Regions from separate parts of the Mus musculus genome. Here regions 1, 2, 3, 5 and 6 are each linked to region 4. A link is a contact called in public capture Hi-C, promoter capture Hi-C and targeted proximity ligation data. All regions are on one chromosome and are shown on one strand. The core of a region is the stretch at or near the end of the contact, and the rest is flanking DNA. Distances in the headings are between cores, read along the strand shown.

What was found. Capture Hi-C pulls out chosen DNA fragments and counts their contacts.
Region 1: a targeted proximity ligation map of pancreatic cancer cells shows a contact between it and region 4. A contact is called at or near these places in 2 of 130 datasets of targeted methods (the NIH/3T3 cell line and pancreatic cancer cells) and 1 of 9 other capture datasets (adipose tissue).
Region 2: a targeted proximity ligation map of pancreatic cancer cells shows a contact between it and region 4. A contact is called at or near these places in 2 of 39 promoter capture datasets (hippocampal neurons and stem cell-derived epiblast-like cells), 1 of 484 Hi-C or Micro-C datasets (B cells), 7 of 130 datasets of targeted methods (the NIH/3T3 cell line, embryonic stem cells, pancreatic cancer cells and 1 more) and 2 of 9 other capture datasets (adipose tissue and liver).
Region 3: a promoter capture Hi-C map of adipose tissue shows a contact between it and region 4. A contact is called at or near these places in 3 of 39 promoter capture datasets (the C10 cell line, liver and pre-B cells), 8 of 484 Hi-C or Micro-C datasets (B cells, CD4 T cells, CD8 T cells and 4 more), 10 of 130 datasets of targeted methods (the 230-238 cell line, the NIH/3T3 cell line, bone marrow-derived macrophages and 5 more) and 3 of 9 other capture datasets (adipose tissue, liver and pancreatic islet).
Region 5: a contact with region 4 is called in a targeted proximity ligation map of pancreatic cancer cells. A contact is called at or near these places in 1 of 39 promoter capture datasets (pre-B cells), 4 of 484 Hi-C or Micro-C datasets (B cells, embryonic stem cells, liver and 1 more), 5 of 130 datasets of targeted methods (the NIH/3T3 cell line, embryonic stem cells and pancreatic cancer cells) and 3 of 9 other capture datasets (adipose tissue, liver and pancreatic islet).
Region 6: a contact with region 4 is called in a capture Hi-C map of embryonic stem cells, with 2.5 times the contacts expected there. A contact is called at or near these places in 5 of 39 promoter capture datasets (the 3T3-L1 cell line, embryonic stem cells, hippocampal neurons and 1 more), 1 of 484 Hi-C or Micro-C datasets (B cells), 9 of 130 datasets of targeted methods (bone marrow-derived macrophages, double positive thymocytes, embryonic stem cells and 2 more) and 3 of 9 other capture datasets (adipose tissue, embryonic stem cells and liver).

What each region holds. Positions count from the first base shown.
Region 1 is chr19:4,475,804-4,478,503 of GRCm38.p6, forward strand. Syt12 (synaptotagmin XII) reads right to left here and starts at 1,340. Exons shown (of 8, transcript NM_134164.5): 1 at 1,132-1,340.
Region 2 is chr19:4,036,371-4,039,166 of GRCm38.p6, forward strand. Gstp1 (glutathione S-transferase, pi 1) reads right to left here and starts at 1,542. Exons shown (of 7, transcript NM_013541.1): 1 at 1,493-1,542; 2 at 1,215-1,250; 3 at 920-1,026; 4 at 734-821; 5 at 318-421. The coding sequence starts at 1,493.
Region 3 is chr19:4,120,226-4,122,982 of GRCm38.p6, forward strand. Aip (aryl-hydrocarbon receptor-interacting protein) reads right to left here and starts at 1,350. Exons shown (of 6, transcript NM_001276284.1): 1 at 1,111-1,350. The coding sequence starts at 1,209.
Region 4 is chr19:4,281,841-4,284,699 of GRCm38.p6, forward strand. Ankrd13d (ankyrin repeat domain 13 family, member D) reads right to left here and starts at 1,297. Exons shown (of 15, transcript NM_026720.2): 1 at 1,041-1,297; 2 at 329-464; 3 at 78-202. The coding sequence starts at 1,130.
Region 5 is chr19:4,147,360-4,150,106 of GRCm38.p6, forward strand. Coro1b (coronin, actin binding protein 1B) reads left to right here and starts at 1,295. Exons shown (of 11, transcript NM_011778.3): 1 at 1,295-1,377; 2 at 1,983-2,185; 3 at 2,504-2,626; 4 at 2,731-2,747. The coding sequence starts at 1,985.
Region 6 is chr19:4,058,050-4,060,794 of GRCm38.p6, forward strand. Gstp3 (glutathione S-transferase pi 3) reads right to left here and starts at 1,398. Exons shown (of 7, transcript NM_144869.3): 1 at 1,375-1,398; 2 at 1,210-1,245; 3 at 686-792; 4 at 480-567; 5 at 37-140. The coding sequence starts at 1,375.

The DNA of each region.
Region 1 (2,700 bases), core at 90-2,589, 190 kb after region 4:
CTGGGCACCTACTATGTGCCAGCATAGTATCAGGGGGGACTTGCCTTGTGCTCAGGAAATGCCCCCAGAGAGTCCAGGGTTCCCTGTCAGCCCTGGAAATGTAGGGAGGGGTGGCCTAGCAGCTGAGACTCCAGCCCTTCAAGGTGTGAAAAGTGACTTGCCCCATCCAAGTCACTAGCAAGCACTTAGTAGGATGAAGCCAGGTTTGGACCCCAGGCTGGGAGGTCCCACTCTTCTGGGCTGCTTGAGAAAGATTTCACATTGCTCAGAGAGGACTGGAAATGGGGGTTGGGGTTGGGATTGGGGGTGGGGTGGGGTGAGGTGAGTGTATAATTGTAATTGTCCTGGCCTTACTGGGTGCATTGTTAACACCTAGGTGGGTTTCCTTCCCTTGCCTTTCTTAGTTTCTAATAAGGACTACTTCTGAGGCTCTGCAAACTCTGCACCCTGGCTAAACAGCTCAGGTGCTTGTTTCCCAGGTTCTTCTCAACGGATTTGTCCCCATCAACTGTAAGGCGAGACAGTCTTTTAGCAGCACCATGCCCACCAAAGAGAAAGGCTCAGGGCTCCTTCACCTACAATGCCGTTTACTGCCCCCATGTTCAGCTCCCGTCTATACACAGCTTCGAGTGAAGCTCAAGGAACCCTTAGGTTCTTCCCGTAGGCCTCCTGGAGAAGAGATGCGACGCGCCCCCTACGATGCAGATCCTCATACCCTCACACCACACTGGAATTTTGGGAGGGGGCACTGGCCAGGGACCCCCAACGGGATGTAAGGTCAGGGGCAGTTAGGACAGCCAAGGTGTTGAGTGTGAAGGTGAGGGGTGTGTGCGGTGTGCGAGCTCAGGGGAGGTGTGTAAACAGCCGGGTGAACCGCGTGTGTGCACATGGGGGCCGGGCGAGCTGGCGCCAGGCGATGCGCAGTGCGCGGAGTGGCTGGGCCGGGGAAGGGCGCCGGGCGTGCTCTGTGCCCCGCGTTGGTGTGCCAGCGCAGCGCGGGGGTGCAGACGTACGGAGTGTGAGGGGCCCCGGGTTTCGGGCTTAAGAAGAGGGACTGAGTGCGTCCGCCCGTCCATGCCCAGGGCGCTTGTGCCTGCCGCGCTCTGTGTGGGGGCCAGGGTGCCTACTCACCCGGGGTTCCGCGGAGGGGACGCGGGTCCGACTCCTGGTTCTATCTCTGCTCCCACGCTGGCCTCCCGCAGTTGGCTCTCACAGGCGCTCGGCCGCCCGCTGCTACGCCACCCCTGCAGTGTAGCGGGGCGCTCGTCTCCTGCTGGAGCCTCGCCTCACCGATGGGGGCTCCGCGGGGCCCGGCGGCCGAATGGAGCAGCGCCGCAGTCCGGGCACGCTCCCAGGAGCCCGCCGCGCGCTCCCTCGCGCTCGCCCGCCCGCTCGCCTGCTCCTTCTTGAATTTAAAGTGACAACCCCGAGCGCTCTCTCTACTCCAAGGAGCAGAGCAGCGCTGCGAGGATCTAGTCGGAGATCCCCAAGCGCGTGAGGGTCCTGGGGGGGGGGGGGGCAGCCAAGTTGGACCCTGGGATCGCAGGCTTGTGGATGTGTTGGGTAGGGAACCCTGTGCTCACCAGGGGCGCACCCCACTCCCTTTATGTTGTTCTCCTTCTAGGCCTCAGTTTCTTTATCTGTAAAACGGACTCAAGAGAGTCACACACACACACACACACTCACAAAATCAGACCAGCGAGCAGCGCAGCCAGCAGTATTCCCTTCTCTGAATGGCTGATATTTCCTTCCATGATTGAGTTGTGATTGTACGCTATACCAGTCCAGGTCACTTACCGACATCATCTTTTGTAATCTCTGCAATGACCTCATCGGCGGCCACTCCATTTATTTATTTATTTTTTTTGAGATAAGGCCCAGGGTGGATATGAAGGCCAAATGACTTCAAAGTCTTTTTTTTTTTTTTTTTTTTTTTTTTTTTTTTTTTTTTTTTAGAGAGAGAGAGAGGGAGAATGGGAGAATGAATCACTTTATAGCCCTAGCTGTCCTGGAAATCACTAAGTAGATCAGGCTGGCCTTGCTCGAACTCACAGAGATATCAGCCTCTGTCTCCCAATTGCTGGGACTAAAGGCATGTGCCACCACACCTGACTTTCTTTTTTAACCTCTTAAGGGTCATACTTTCTCTTCCAAGGAATGAATGAATCATTCAGGAGATATTTATGACGCTCTCACCCAGGCTCTCGGCACAGTGCCAGGCGTGGGCGATCTTCCGGGAACAAGGGACAGGTCCCCTCCCTGCCCGCGCAGTCTGGCAGGAAGATAAGTCGGGTATTAGGAGAGGCTGGGTGTTGCCCTTCAGGAGGGGGCGGCGGGGCACCTGTTCTGGACACAGTGACCAGAACAGCGAGCTGGGAAGACACCTGACTAGGCCTCCAGGAGGATCTGGAGTCTGGGAGAGAAGTTGACAATCTCATGGAGAGCCAATACCAAAAGGCTGGGTTGTCTGAGAGTAGTGTGGAGAGCAGACAGACAAGCTTGGTCCAGAAAACCAAAGGGAGGTTGCAACTTCACCCTCACCTATAGGGGGCACCATCATTTTCTGGACCTGAAAAAGAAGTGAGTTCTGTCTTGGAGCTAGGGATTGGACCATGGACATTTGGTGCCATTTCCCATTTAACTAACCTTCAAGGCTACTTATAGCTTTGGCAAGACTGAACCCATTTTCGTTTTTAATTT
Region 2 (2,796 bases), core at 292-2,791, 250 kb before region 4:
CATGAACAGACTCTTCAACAGCCCCACAGAGTCCAAGCCAGCTGGTCCAAGGGCTTTAGGACCTGGCCTTCTGCCCCAGCTCTGTCTCTTCATGTTCTGCCCCTATGCACACACCCACACACGTGAGGGCACACACACTCTTCCTATCTGCACCCGCTGACCTCTCCTGAAGCTGTCTATTGGCCCTCTTTACAGTGCCCCAGACTGCCCTACCCTGCTTCGGGCTCTGATACAGGAAAGGAAACTAGGGAGGCAAAAATACACAAAGCTCCTTTGCCCATCGCTCCCAACCCCCACTCCCCGGGATCTAGGCTCACATAGTTGGTGTAGATGAGGGTGACATATTTGCCGCGAAGGTCCTCCACCCCATCATTCACCATATCCATCTGGGCGGCCTCCCTCTGGTTTTTCCCATAAAGCCCTACGGGTTGAGAGAGACAGCATGACTGATCCCTGATTTCCTCAGGCATGTGGCTGTTGGTAGGTCGAGGTCTTGGGGGAGGGGATATGGGCAGTCATGTGAGACCCGAGCTCATGAAAGGCAACAGGAAGCCATGGCAGGCAGACCACAGATGCAGCCTGAACAAGAATAATCTCTGTGTGTCCCTGTTTTGCTCTGTCAACTCAAAACTAAAAAGGGAGTGGCCAGCTGGGCAGATACCCCCTGAAACAATAACTGATACCCCCCCCACCACCCTGCCCACCAGCTGGACCACCTGGGTTCAGGACTTACCCAAAGAGCGGCCAAGGTGTCTCAAGATGGCATTAGATTGGTAAAGGGTGAGGTCTCCATCCTCAAACTTGGGGAGCTGCCCATACAGCTGGAGGGAGGAACAAGAACCTTGGTGATGCTGCTGCCTCCCAGTCACAGCCCTCCTAAGGCCCTACCTCTGCCCCCTCCACTACGGGTGTCACTCACACAAGTGGGCTTGAGCAAGCCTTGCATCCAGGTATCTATGGTAACCACCTCCTCCTTCCAGCTCTGGCCCTGGTCAGCCAGCAGCATTCGCATGGCCTCACACCGCCCTGTATGGAGTCAGGGTAAGGATTTGGGGACAGCATTCAGGCCCAGCCTCAAAGCAATTTCAAGTACAAGGACCACTTGCAACCAGAAGGAGAATAAAAAATGAACTGGAATTTCTTCATGGAGGATAGGAATGGTGGGCTGCAACCCCTACCCCAGACCTCCCCTTCCTGCAGTCATTTGGTCTTACCTCGAACTGGGAAGTAGACAATGGTGTATGGTGGCACTGGGGTGGACAAGAGAAGAATGTTAGGTAGAAAAGGGGTAATGATTAGGTTTCAGAGTGGTACACTTTCCCACCCCATCTCCCGGGTCCCTTCTCTGGTTTGAAACGCCTCCCCATCCCCCACCCCACGCCCCAGGCTCCTGTTGCAAGCTGCCCGGTGCAAAGAGCGCCAGTCGTGAGCGAGCCCAGGCCCCGACAGCTGCAAGCTGGTTGTCCTGGGAAGCTGTGCGGAGCGGACTCACTGCCTGCTGGGTGCGGATTCAGTGCTGCGTAGACAGAGGGGTACTCAGAGTGAGGACGCACGCGTAGGCCACCGGGCCGCCAGCCTTATAAGGGGCATCGCGCTCCGCCCCGGATGCTGACTCAACACGTTGGAGAGAGAAGCCGGTAGCGGAGCTCTGCAGCTCCCGCCTCCTGCCGGGGACACTCGCTTGTGGGACCCGAGTCTGCAGCGGTGCTGGGTTCATTTTTTGGTCCTGCTCCGAGAAGGGTGTGTCCAGCTCCCTTCCACTTTGTACTGGAGCTGGACAGCTTTCTGCAGCATGTGCAACTCTGTCAGCCTTTTGCCTGTCCCCATCTACCAACCTCTGTAGTAGATTCCACTAGTGGCCATCCTTAACTCACCAACTTCTTTCTCCTCCCAAAGAGCTTCATTTGATCATTTGACCTTCGCCAGGAGTAATCAGAAAATTGTTATCCTAACTCCTCACACTCGACACAAACACCAAATAAATGATAAAAATAAACGAGACTAACAGGGTTGGAGAGATGGTGCAGCAGGTAAAGTACGTACTACACAAGTTCGAGCACCTTCTTCTCACCTCAGCACCTACATAAAAAGGGTGCAGCACGCATACAGAATCCCGACTCTAGTCCAGGTGGTGGCGGAGGCTCTCATCTTTAATCTCAGCACTCAGAAGAGAGGCAGGCAGATCTCTGTGAGTTTGAGGCCAGCCTGGTCTACAGAGTGAATCTCAGGACAGCCAAGGCTACACATGAGATTTTTGTCTTAGGAGAAAAAAAAAAAAAGGAACCCCAGCTCTGTGAGAATAGGGACAAATCTTGAGTTTTGTTAGCTGACCCGTCTAGATGAACAGGTAGGCTCCAGGTTGAGTAAGAGACCCTGTCTCAAAAAAATAAGGTGAAGAAAAAAAATTCATCTGTATGATTCTCCACCTTTAAACAGGCCAATCCAAGCCCCACATAACATAGGTGCACATTTACTGAATCTGGAGTCTTTATTCTGTTATGACATCTCTGTATTGTGTAAAACTTTCATTACATAAAACTGAATGATTTTTCAGTTGGTTTAAAAGAATCACCCCTAGTGACATCTTTTTTAAAGATTTATTTTATGTTTGTGAGTACACTGTAGCTGTCTTCAGACACACCAGAAGAGGGCATCAGATCCCATCACTGATGGTTATGGACCACCATGTGGTTGCTGGGAATTGAACTCAGGACATGTGGAAGAACAGTCAGTGCTCTTAACTGCTGGGCATCTCTTCAGCCCGATAATCCTTCTAATTTTAACTCTCAGGGCTAG
Region 3 (2,757 bases), core at 100-2,599, 160 kb before region 4:
CTTCTACCATCTGGGTCCTGGGGATCTGACCCAGGCCATCAGGTTGGCAGCAAGCACTCTATCCACTAAGCCACCTCACCAGCAGAAGACGGTCCCCCCTCCTGAGCCCCAGTGATTGTTTAATCCTGCCTGCTTCTATTTACCACGTGCCCCTGCTCACAGATTAGTCTTATATTAGTTTATCCTAAGCTTTTCCATCTAGCATCCCTCTTGCCAGGCTCCTTCCAAAGCCTGTTCTCTATCTCCATCTCTCTAATTTTAAGACAGGGTCTCATTGAGTGTCCTGAGCTGGCCTTGAACTCATGCTGTAGCCCAGCTTCACCAGCGGCTGAGACTGTAGGCATGGGCCACCAGGCCCAGCTTGTAGATCCCCTTTTCAAGCACAGCTGATCACTACCACCACATGCCTGCCCTCTGCTCTCAGCATTTACCCCTCACCACATCAGACTAGACTCTCTGCCTGCTGGCTTAACACCACTGGCCAGAGGGCATACATTCATTCACAGAATTCTTGCTTTTGGCTTCACTGGTATCAGCTCCACAACTGTGATTAGAGATCTACAGCAACAAAGCAGGGGAACCTAGAGGTATGGAGTGCCTTAGGGAGGGGCACCTGAACTTGGTGCCCAGATATAAAAGCAATGCTACCATCTATCAGAACGCTGACATAGGAGTTTGGTCTGGAAAACTGGATCTCTGGGACTCTGTGTTTTTTTTAGTTCCAGGACCTCAGTTTCCCTATGTAAACAATGAGAATTGTCCTAGATGGTTTCAGAAGGCCCCTTTACTCAAAACTGCATGAGCTTTGAACCTTCAGGTACGGGTATCAGCACTGAGGTCACACCCACACCAAACCATTTTGAGATGACTGACACCCACCCCTGTCCAATGCAGTCCTAAAGCAAAGCCAAGGGGCGGAGTAGACATATCTGAATTAACTCCCACTTAAATCCAGACCAATCAGCGTCGAGCTCGGCATGTGAGAGGTAGCCTGACTGGCAGCTGCTCTCTGGGCATGCGCAACCTCTCACCTACGGCCTCCTCCCGCCTCGCATGCGCACCGCGCTTCAGAAGAGACGCTGGGAAAGTGGGGAGAGGATGGACACAAACCTTAGTGCCATCCTGAAAGTCCGGCAACTCTCCTCGGCCCTCCTGTATCACACGCTTTTGGATCCCGTCCTCTCGAAGTCTTGCGATGAGATCCGCCATCCTCCTTCCCCGCTGCTCCCTTTCGGCAACTTCCGGACTCGCTCGGTAGCTTCCGGACCTGTTTCGGCAACTCCTAGCGCCTCGGCAGCTTCTGAGCAAGCGCCATTTTGACTGAGGGCAGAAGCCAAAAAAGGGAGGGAATGAAGAAAAGAGCCGTGATTGGTTCCTAATGCTACGGCTTTAACGCGGCACTGGGGGCGGAGCCTGAGCCTGCTTAGGGGCGGGCCTTTGGTTGTCCCTCCCCTGCCAGTTGTGCTTAGTTGGCTTTATAGGGGTTGCAGCTCTCCTAGCTGTGTGCCACTCCATTTAAGTTGTAGATGCCCTATTATCGGCACTTCAGTTAGAAAAATGAAAAACGAAAAACACCGCTTCACCTGTGTATTCCCTTTGGGCCTTTTTTGTTTTGCTTTGTTTTGTTTTTTAGAGGCAGGGTTTCTCTGTGTAGCCCTGGCTGTCCTGGAACTCACTTTGTAGACCAGGCTGGCCTCAAACTCAGAAATCCGCCTGCCTCTGCCTCCCAAGTGCTGGGATTAAAGGCGTGCGCCACCACCGCCCGGCCCCTTTGGCCCTTTTATTTTGCATACTTTAGCATAAGTTATAACATCTAGATTCTGGACTCTAGATTCACTTGTCTTAAGAAAAAAAAGGAAGGAAACCCGGTGTGGTGACACATACTTCTCTGTAGTGTCTTCATCCCTTATATCATAACCAGGAAGATTATTTTCTTTCCCCTGAGCCCCAAGTCACATACTCTGACTGCTTCACTTTCCAGCAAAAAGTCTTGAGGGGCTGGAGAGATGGCTCAGCAGTTAAGGGCACTGACTGCTCTTCCAGAGATCATGAGTTCAAATCCCAGCAACCACATGGTGGCTCACAACCATCTGTAATGAGATCTGATGCCCACTTCTGGTGTGTCTGAAGATAGCTACAGTGTACTTATATAATAAATAAATAAATAAATCTTAAAAAAAAAAAGTCCTCAGAGAGGGGACTTTCTGAAGGGAAGAGGAAACATGCTTGGGTTTGTTTTCTATCAACACAGAGAGCTTACAGGCGAGCTAAGTAGTCTGCTGTACTCATCTTGCAGAAAGTACAACAGAAGGAAAGCTGACCGATATGGCTGATAAGTATACACCAGAGCATGAAAGATGTAGATAGATAAAAATAATAACATATTATCCAGGTTGTTGTGGTACACGCCTTTAACCCCAGCACTTGGGAGGCAAAGGCAGGTGGATCTCTGAGTTCAAGTTCAGATTGGCCTACAGAGGGAGTTCCAAGACAGCAAGAGAAACCCTGTCTTGAAAAACTAATGATAACAACAATAACAACAACAATAATAATAAATAAAATGTTAAGCTAGGGACTGAGAGTGTAGCTCAGTGTTGGAACATTTGCCTAGCATTTGAGAGGTCCTGGGTTCTTTCTCTAGCATACACACACACACAAATTAAGCTAATTTAATACACTACATAATCCTATCAGTATTCTCAGTGAAATATCAGTCACGAAAAAAATAGCGTATGGCCTGGAGTGATGACTCAGCAG
Region 4 (2,859 bases), core at 47-2,546:
ATACTCCTCCAAGGCCAGGCTTATCACAGGAAGACGGAGCGCCTGTTATACCCCACTTCTTTACTCTATGGTAATACCTGACGGAGTTTGTTGAGCAGTTCTGGAATGCCAGCCAACCTCTGTGTGGCCCTCTGGAAGTCCCGATACTGGAGTACCAACTGTACCATCTCAGGGTCTCCAGTGCTGACTGCCTCCTGCAGGACTGGAGATGAGCAACTGCTGGGGTAGCCCTCTTAGCGCCCCCAGGCACGGTTACTTACTCCCCCTGCCCCCCATTCACCAACCTGGAAGCTAGTCTCAAGGGAGGACCCTCTGCCCTGCACAGTACCTGCCCAGCCCTGGTGGCTCTCTTTGCCCACGTTGGCATTATGTCGGAGGAGGACTCTCACAGACTCCAAGTTCCCCAAGGTCACAGCAAGCTCCAGGGGGGTTCGCCCTTGGGGGTCCTCCTGCTCAATGTCGTGCTAAGGGAGATGGGTCACTCAATACAAGGCAAGAGAGGGCCAAAGCAAGGAGGTCACTGGATTGAAAAGGGCTGGAGTTACTATGGGTAACCAGGTCAGTGAGAAGATAAGAGTGTGGCCTATGTGGACTGGAAAGTGTCGGGGTAAAGGGGACAGTAAGGGCCAGTGGGAAGGAACTGCTCATTTCTTCTGCCCTCTGCTATCCAGAGTTGAGGGCCTGGTGGTGGAGTCTAGCAAGACAGATTCAGGCTAGGGATGCTGAGAGTTTAGACCAGCTTGAGGGCTAGAACACGGTTCTTGTCCTCATTCTAGCTCAGAGGTGATGAGGGTGAATCCTGAGCTTAACGCAATACGAAGGGGGCAGATAGCAGAGCAAGGCCCAACCAAGGGAGATGCGCTAAACAAATGCTCAAGCTCGAGGGCAGGTGACCAGGGATTTGGAAAGAGCTGGACCTAAGGAGTCAGGATGCAGCTGCGGAGCACAGCAGGGGCGGTGAGCTGCGGAGTAGATTCCGTACTTTGGCACCGGGGCTTGGGGAGGAAACCAACCGAATCGGATCCCCTTCAGGGCCTCACCTTGCGGCTGTGCAGTGCGGCCTCCAGTTCGCGGTGCCGGTTCGCCCAGACTAGCCGGTGCAGCGGGAAGGTGGGGCCCAGGCCGGCCATGCTGGGCTTCAGCACCGCATCCCGAGCGAAAGGCCCAGCCCTTCTTGGCCTGCGCCTGGCACGTCCCCTGCTCCTCCGCTCTGAGCCGCACCTCAGCCGCACCCGCTGCAGCCCCGCGGACCCCTGCTAGAAGCCGCCGCAGCAAGAGCGAAGGCGGCAGGGAGGGCGGGGCGGGGATCTGGGGGCGGGGCTACATGGAGTTAGGGCGTGGCGTCGGGCTTCGCACACCCTCGCCTCCCGTAGCTACGGCAACCACTGCAGGCCTGCGCGCTGGGGGCGGGCGGAGTGTGTGTGGGGTGCTGTCCAGTCTCCAGGGCAACCACATGCGCCCCAGGAACAGCCGGAACTTCATTTTGAAGCGCCATGGTCGGTGGGGTTGTTCCGGAGGGCGGGGCATAGCTGCAGCTCCACCCGTGCCCGCAGGGGGCGCCCCAGGCCCTGGGCAAATCTCTTAGTGGTCAGAAAGGTGAGGGAGGAGGGAACGGAAGGGGAGTGGGGTAGGCTCGGTGGCACTGGGATTGGGCCAGGGTCTGTTGTTCTTGCAGCCCCCCCCGCCCCCACCCCCCCCCACCCCCGCTGACAATGTGTCCTTCTGTCTAGCCCACTCCTGAGTTCCATCAGCACCGACTTGTCTTTTATAGGCGGGTGGGATGGGAAATCTTGACCTCATCCCTGCCAGCACAGGCGCTTAGCTTCTGGAGATGGGCACCCCGCAGCAACCCCTAATGCTGACCAGTCAAAGCTTTCTTTCCCGAGGATCTGTCTGGCCTTGATGCCTGGAAGACAGCAAGGAATCAGGAACAGGAATATTGTTGGGGTTGGGGGACATAAGCTCAGCTTCCTGGCTGGGTGATCGGCCAGGGTGCACGCTACCACCACAGGAGTCCATTTTGCAGAGGCTGCATTTTACTGCCAACAGGGAAGGAAGGAGAATTTCGAAACAAGGCTGGCACTTCCACTCACACAGGATCTAGGGTTCAAGCAGCCAGCCAGCTTAGTTGGGACCCTTGGTTATCTTCAGTCCTACCATGGGTTCTCTGATCCTGGTCTTGCTGGGTGGCGAGGGGGTAAACCAGACTTTCCAAAACTGACTCTGGTCTGTTTCTCTATTTTTAAATCTTACATTCATTTTTGTGTGGGGGTGCTCATGAGTGTGGAGGTGAAAAACCAACTTTTGAGAGTTGGTTCTCTCCCATCCTTTAACTCAGGTTGTCAGGTTTGGCAGCAAACACCTTCATCGGATGGCTCCACCTCCCTATCTGTTAAACTTAGTGTGATGGAGAAAGGCCATCTAACTGAGGTTCCCTTCCTGCCCAAGGATGTCCTCATCTCTTCAGCCTGATTGCCACCTTTCTCCCTGCGATCGGGTGGTTTATAGCAGTCCGGGATCTAGGCTACCCACCGTGTGTGCTGTGGTCAGGTCATCTACGATGTCTGGACTTTGGGAGGAACTCAAGGCCCTGAGCTTCTAAAGGTCCAGAGCTCTGCAGTTAGGTCCTGCTGGTCTCTGCTTCTGTCAGAGACTTCCTCCTCAGCATCGTCACCCTGGCCCTGGACGGCCTAGGACTTGCTGCAGTCTTGAGCATCTCTCCGCCAGTCTTTACTGCTCTGACATCGACCCTTCTTTCCACATGGACCTCCCTCTCCTAGCTGACAGCTTGTCCACTCCCATCTGATATCACTTCCAGGACACCTCTGGTCTTAGGTATTCCATGCTGCCATATTAGGG
Region 5 (2,747 bases), core at 45-2,544, 130 kb before region 4:
GGGAAGTGACACTTGAGGCCTGGGGTCATTGAGGGATGAAGCCTTCCCAAGGCTAGGAAGAGCTTCCAGAAGGAAGAAGGGAGCAGGATGTGTTAGCCTGAGGTGGGAACTGAGGTTTGCTGTCACTGGGACACGTGCTGAGAGGGGACAGTGCTGGGTGCCCTGGGGTCAGACAGGAATTCTGACATAGGAACATGGAACTATGGATTTTATTTGAAGTGGGGTGATGTGGGGGGTGGGGGTGGTACTTAGAACTGTAGCCACCTGGCATCATATGGGCTTCCCTGTGAACATCTGCTACCCAAGTCAAGCCACACTCCTGCCTCCCTAGCTCCAGGTTTTACAAACAGTGAGAAATCCCAAGACATTGGAAATAACAAAGTTGGGCTGAATCCCAGCTGGGAGGTCTCAATCAAGCACCTGTCCTCTCTAGGCCTGTTTCTTCAGAGTATAGTGACCACTGAGGTGGGACACAAGTCCACTTAGCCTCCCACACACAGTTGGGGCCTCATGAAGGCTAAACAAAGCACCTTTACCTCTGCCCTGCCTCTTCCCACGTCCCTCTTCCCTTTCTGGGAAAGACGGCCTCGTATCACCACTGGTTACTGGAGGTAGACACAGAGGAATAGTGTTCTCTTACTACAGTGGGTCCTAACAGGGACACCTACGTCCTCCAGGATGAGAGGAGATAGGGCAAATATGAGGAGGCAAATCCAGGCTCTGATGGGATGGAGGAGAGAAAGGACATGCATTATGCATGGGATCCACTGTCATCCTCTACTTCGATTTTCTCTAAGCCAGAGCAGGAGCCACAGGAGTCCATCAAGATGTAAGAGATTGCCTTTCACCTCTTCAATGTACATATCTGACATCAGGAACCCCCCAACTTTAAAACCCATACCTATGGCAGGGTGTGGTGGCACATGCCTTTAATCCTTGCACAGATATCTGTAAGTTCTTTGCTAGTTCCAGGCCAGCAAGTATGCAGAGTAACAACCTGTCTCAAACACAAAACAAAAAACACGTGAAAACATTGGAGGCGGAGCGAGAGAATACTTTTGGGTAGAACTGGGTAGGGAAATCAGAGGGCAGGCTTCACCCCACCTCAAGAGACTCGCACAGTCTGTACCCGCGGCTCCAAGCAGGCCCGCCCCTTTCAACAAGCAGCCCAGGGCCTGGCGACTAGGCCTTGCCCCGTGGGCGGGACATCCTAAAGCCCCGCCTTCTGCGCGTGACCTTGCCCCGCCCCCGCCTCCCTCGGCTATCACTTCCTGATTCCCGCTTCCTGCTTCCCAGAGGCCGGGATCCGGAGCCGCCCGAGGTCGCCGCCGCAGTCCCCGGCGCCCCTGGGGAGCGGAGAGCGGTGAGCGGTGAGCGGTGAGAGCGGCAGGGACGGACTAGGGGCGCAGACGTGGGCCTGGGGCAGGGGGCGCGAGCCGGAAGAGCGCCTCGCCCCACCTTCATTCCCGACTCCCTCCCACCCCCCAGCCGCCCCTCTCTCCCTTTCTGGGCTGGGATCTTTGGAAGTTGGGTTCCTGGTTCACTTGGACCGTGCTCCAAGGCCACTTTGAGGACCTGGCAGTATCCTCGACCCCTGTTCAGCCAGGGTCCCTAGGCCCGACTTCTGCAGCTCTTTGCACAGTCCCCGGGACTGAGCTGCGGCCTTGCTAGACCAACCAACCCCTTTTGCTGCCTCTTCTCCCCATCACCCAGCCTTCAAACTCTGGGTGTGGAAAGCGCCTTGGAACCATCTGGGACCTACAGAAGATCTAAATTCTGTCTCCCTTTCAGCAGCACACACACACTCAGACCCCTAGCCAGGGAGGGGATGGGGAGGCAGAGAGTGTTGGTCTGCACCTATGAGCCCTTTCTATAACTGGGGAAATAGAGACTCCCAGCTAACGCTGGACCAATTTCCTGGTGACATGCTCTGTGTGTCTCTTTGGAGAGCAGAGCTGATTCAGGTGTCTCTGCCCTCACAGACATGTCCTTCCGAAAAGTTGTGCGGCAGAGCAAATTCCGGCATGTATTCGGTCAGCCGGTCAAGAATGACCAGTGCTATGAGGACATTCGAGTGTCCCGAGTTACCTGGGACAGCACCTTCTGCGCAGTCAACCCCAAGTTCCTGGCAGTGATTGTGGAAGCCAGTGGTGGAGGCGCCTTTATGGTGCTTCCTCTAAACAAGGTGGGCCTCAGCGGGTCAGGGTGGAGAGGACATCTGAGGACACTCTGGTCACACCTGTGGGCAGGGCAGTTTGTGCCACTTCTTGGCCCGTGGCTACTGATGGATTGTTGATGGAAGTAGAAAAAGTGTTTATTGCCACCAAGTGTGGATAAGAGGCTGCAGCAGGCATTTCCTCATATGCTGGGTGGAGCAGACACATCTGGGCCACCAGGAACCAGGGCAGTCACATTATTCTTGCACCTTGGAGGGCCCATAGATACTGGGAGGAATGGAGGTCGGGACTTTGGGTTCTTCTCTGACTGCTCTTCATGACTACAGACGGGCCGCATTGACAAGGCCTACCCGACAGTGTGTGGGCACACGGGGCCTGTTCTGGATATTGACTGGTGTCCCCACAATGATGAAGTCATTGCCAGTGGATCAGAGGACTGCACTGTCATGGTGAGCAAAGGACCGTTCAAGTCAGGGTCTCAGGGTGTGGCTGAAGGATGCTGGCAGCAGGGGCAAGCACAGGCCTGAGCCCATGCTCCGTCTCCCTACCGCAGGTATGGCAGATTCCAGA
Region 6 (2,745 bases), core at 148-2,647, 220 kb before region 4:
ACCACGCTTGGTCACTAGCCTGTGGCTCCTACATACCAGGATATGGCGATACTGCCGGGCAATGCGTCTGAATAGGTCTTCCAGTCCATCGTTCACCATGTCCACCAGTGCTGCCTCTTGTTGGTCTTTGCCATAGAGCCCTGGGTCAGCGGGCAGGCAGCAGGCTCAGGTTCTGTACTTGTCCCTACATGTCCACTCAGTCTCAGCCTGGGTCTACTCTCTAACCTTAATTGGAGGTCTTCCCTGCCTACCTCTGGGATGTCATTAGAAAAATGATACAAGTTGGAAACTCACAGCCCTGGCTGTACAGACAGCGACCGCCCAGCAGCACACCAGTAGCCTTCTGGAACCTGGGCCCTGCATGATCCTCTAGGGTGACCCAGGTGGGACATTGGTGGCTGCAGGTGAGGCAATTCAAAGCCCCAGGACATTTTGAGGAACATCTCAGGTGTCTCTCAGGGCTTGGCTTCTGGACTCACCGAAGGAGCGGCCCAGGTGCCGTAGGATAGTATTGGATTGGTACAGGGTGAGCTCTCCATCCTGGAACTTGGGGATCTGTCCAAACAACTGGGAGAAGATCCCTCTGTAAGGGGTGCTGAACCTGGCTGCCCCCAATCCTAGACACAGCACCCTAAGGCTGCGCCCCAACCGAATCCCCAAGGGGGAGAGGGAGACAATTACTCACACAGGAAGCCTTGAATGTGCCTTGCTCCCAAACATCCAAGGTCACCACCTCCTCCTTCCAGCTCTGGCCCTGGTCAGCTAGAAGCATGCGCATAACCTCACAGCGCCCTGTATGGGGGTGCAGGATGAGGACACAGCGAAGAGATCTACTCTCAGAGCATCCTGGGAGAGTTTGGGAGAGTGGAAAGCTGACAAGAGGACTACACTAGCTTGGGAGCCTCATAGGGAGGGGAGATATGTGGTGATAGAGGCCATGTCCTAACATTATCTTGGAATGCGAAGACCCAGCCCCACCATGGCACAGGGAAGGAAGGAAAAGTGACAGACAGTGCAGCTATCTACGGAGGCTAAGAGGGCAGTCCTGGCCCCACCAACCACAACTGTAGTCCTGCCCCAGGTCTCTGTCCCGGCCCGGCCCCAATACAGTCTTGGTCACGCCCTTCCTACACCACTGTTGGGGATTCCCAGGAATGACCCAGAAGACTATTGTTTGTGCCCTTCGTCTTGAAAGTGCTGAGGCCACACCTCGGGAAGGGAAATAGACGATGGTGTAAGGTGGCACTAGGAGAGATAGACAAAAAGCACGATGAAGGAGGACCTTGCCTGGGCTGCAGGGCCAAGGAGCGGTTAGTAGCAGGGGTGAGGTGGGGGTATAATTGCCCCCGCCCTTGCCTCCAGGTTTCTCCTTACTGTTGGGCGGATACAGTGTGGTGCAAGCTCAGCAGGAAGAGAGGAAGTGATCGGGGCCTTATATTGACAGGAAGACTCCACCTCCTCAGACATCCCACACTGCCCCAGAAACAGACCAAGTCCTGGTGTTCAGTGTACCAGCTTCCTGGCAGACGTGGTGGGGGAGGGCAGACTCACCTTTCTATCTGTGGTGCAATATGCTACTGGAGTTTTGCAAGAGGCACACATGGTCACATGATAAGCCTCCCACTTAACACGCCCAAACCACTCGGTTTCTTGTGTGCTCAGGGGTTTGGACAGTGCCTTATATGCAGGTAGGCCTCTACCAACAGTACATGGTATAATAATAAGTGCTCCTTGTAAAAATAAGGCAATGTAGAGGAGCCGTGGTTAATCCCAGCACTTGGGAGGAGGCAGAAGCAAGAGGATCTCTGAGTTCAGCCCAGTCCGTCTGGTCGACAGAGTTCCAGGACAGCCAGGGCTCCAAAGAGAAACCATGTTTATAAATGACAAAAAATAAATAATAACAATAACCATAATAATGGCAGTGTCACCTGGAGTGATGGCACACACCTTTAATTGCAGCACTCAAAGTACAAAGGAAGGTCGGGCGGCACGCCTTTAATCCCAGCACTTGGGAGGCAGAGGCAGGCAGATTTCTGAGTTCGAGGCCAGCCTGGTCTACAAAGTGAGTTCCAGGACAGCCAGGGCTATACAAAGAAACTCTGTCTCGAAAAAAAAAAAAAAAAGTACAAAGAGAGGCAGCCCTTTCGAATTCAAGGCCAGACTGGTCTACAACCAAGATCACCAAGCCAGCCAGAGCTATATAGCAACCAAGCCAGCCAGAGCTATATAGCAAGAGCCTGTCTTTTCAAGAAAAGAATAAAGGGATTTAAAAAAAATTTTTTTAAAGATTTATTTATTATTATAAATGAGTACACTGCAGCTGTATTTAGACACACCAGAAGATGGCATCAGATCTCACTATGGGTGGTTGTGAGCTACCATGTGGTTGCTGGGATTTGAACTCAGGACCTTTGGGAGAGCAGTCAGTGCTCTTACTCGCTGAGCCATCTCACCAGCCCTAAAATTTTTTTTAAATATTTATTTATTTATCACATGCAAGCACACTGCAGCTGTCCTCAGACACACCAGAAGAGGGCATCCAATCCCACCACAGATGGCCGTGAGCTACCATGCAGTCGCCGGGACCTGAACTCAAGACCTCCAAAACAGCAGCCAATGCTCCCAACCACTGAGCCATCCCTCCAGCCCCCCCTTTTTTTTTAAATAAAGGGATTTTAACTAATGAACTATCCCCTCCTCTCTTGGTGATGCTATAACAGAAAACTCTTAGCAAAGAGTTAAGCC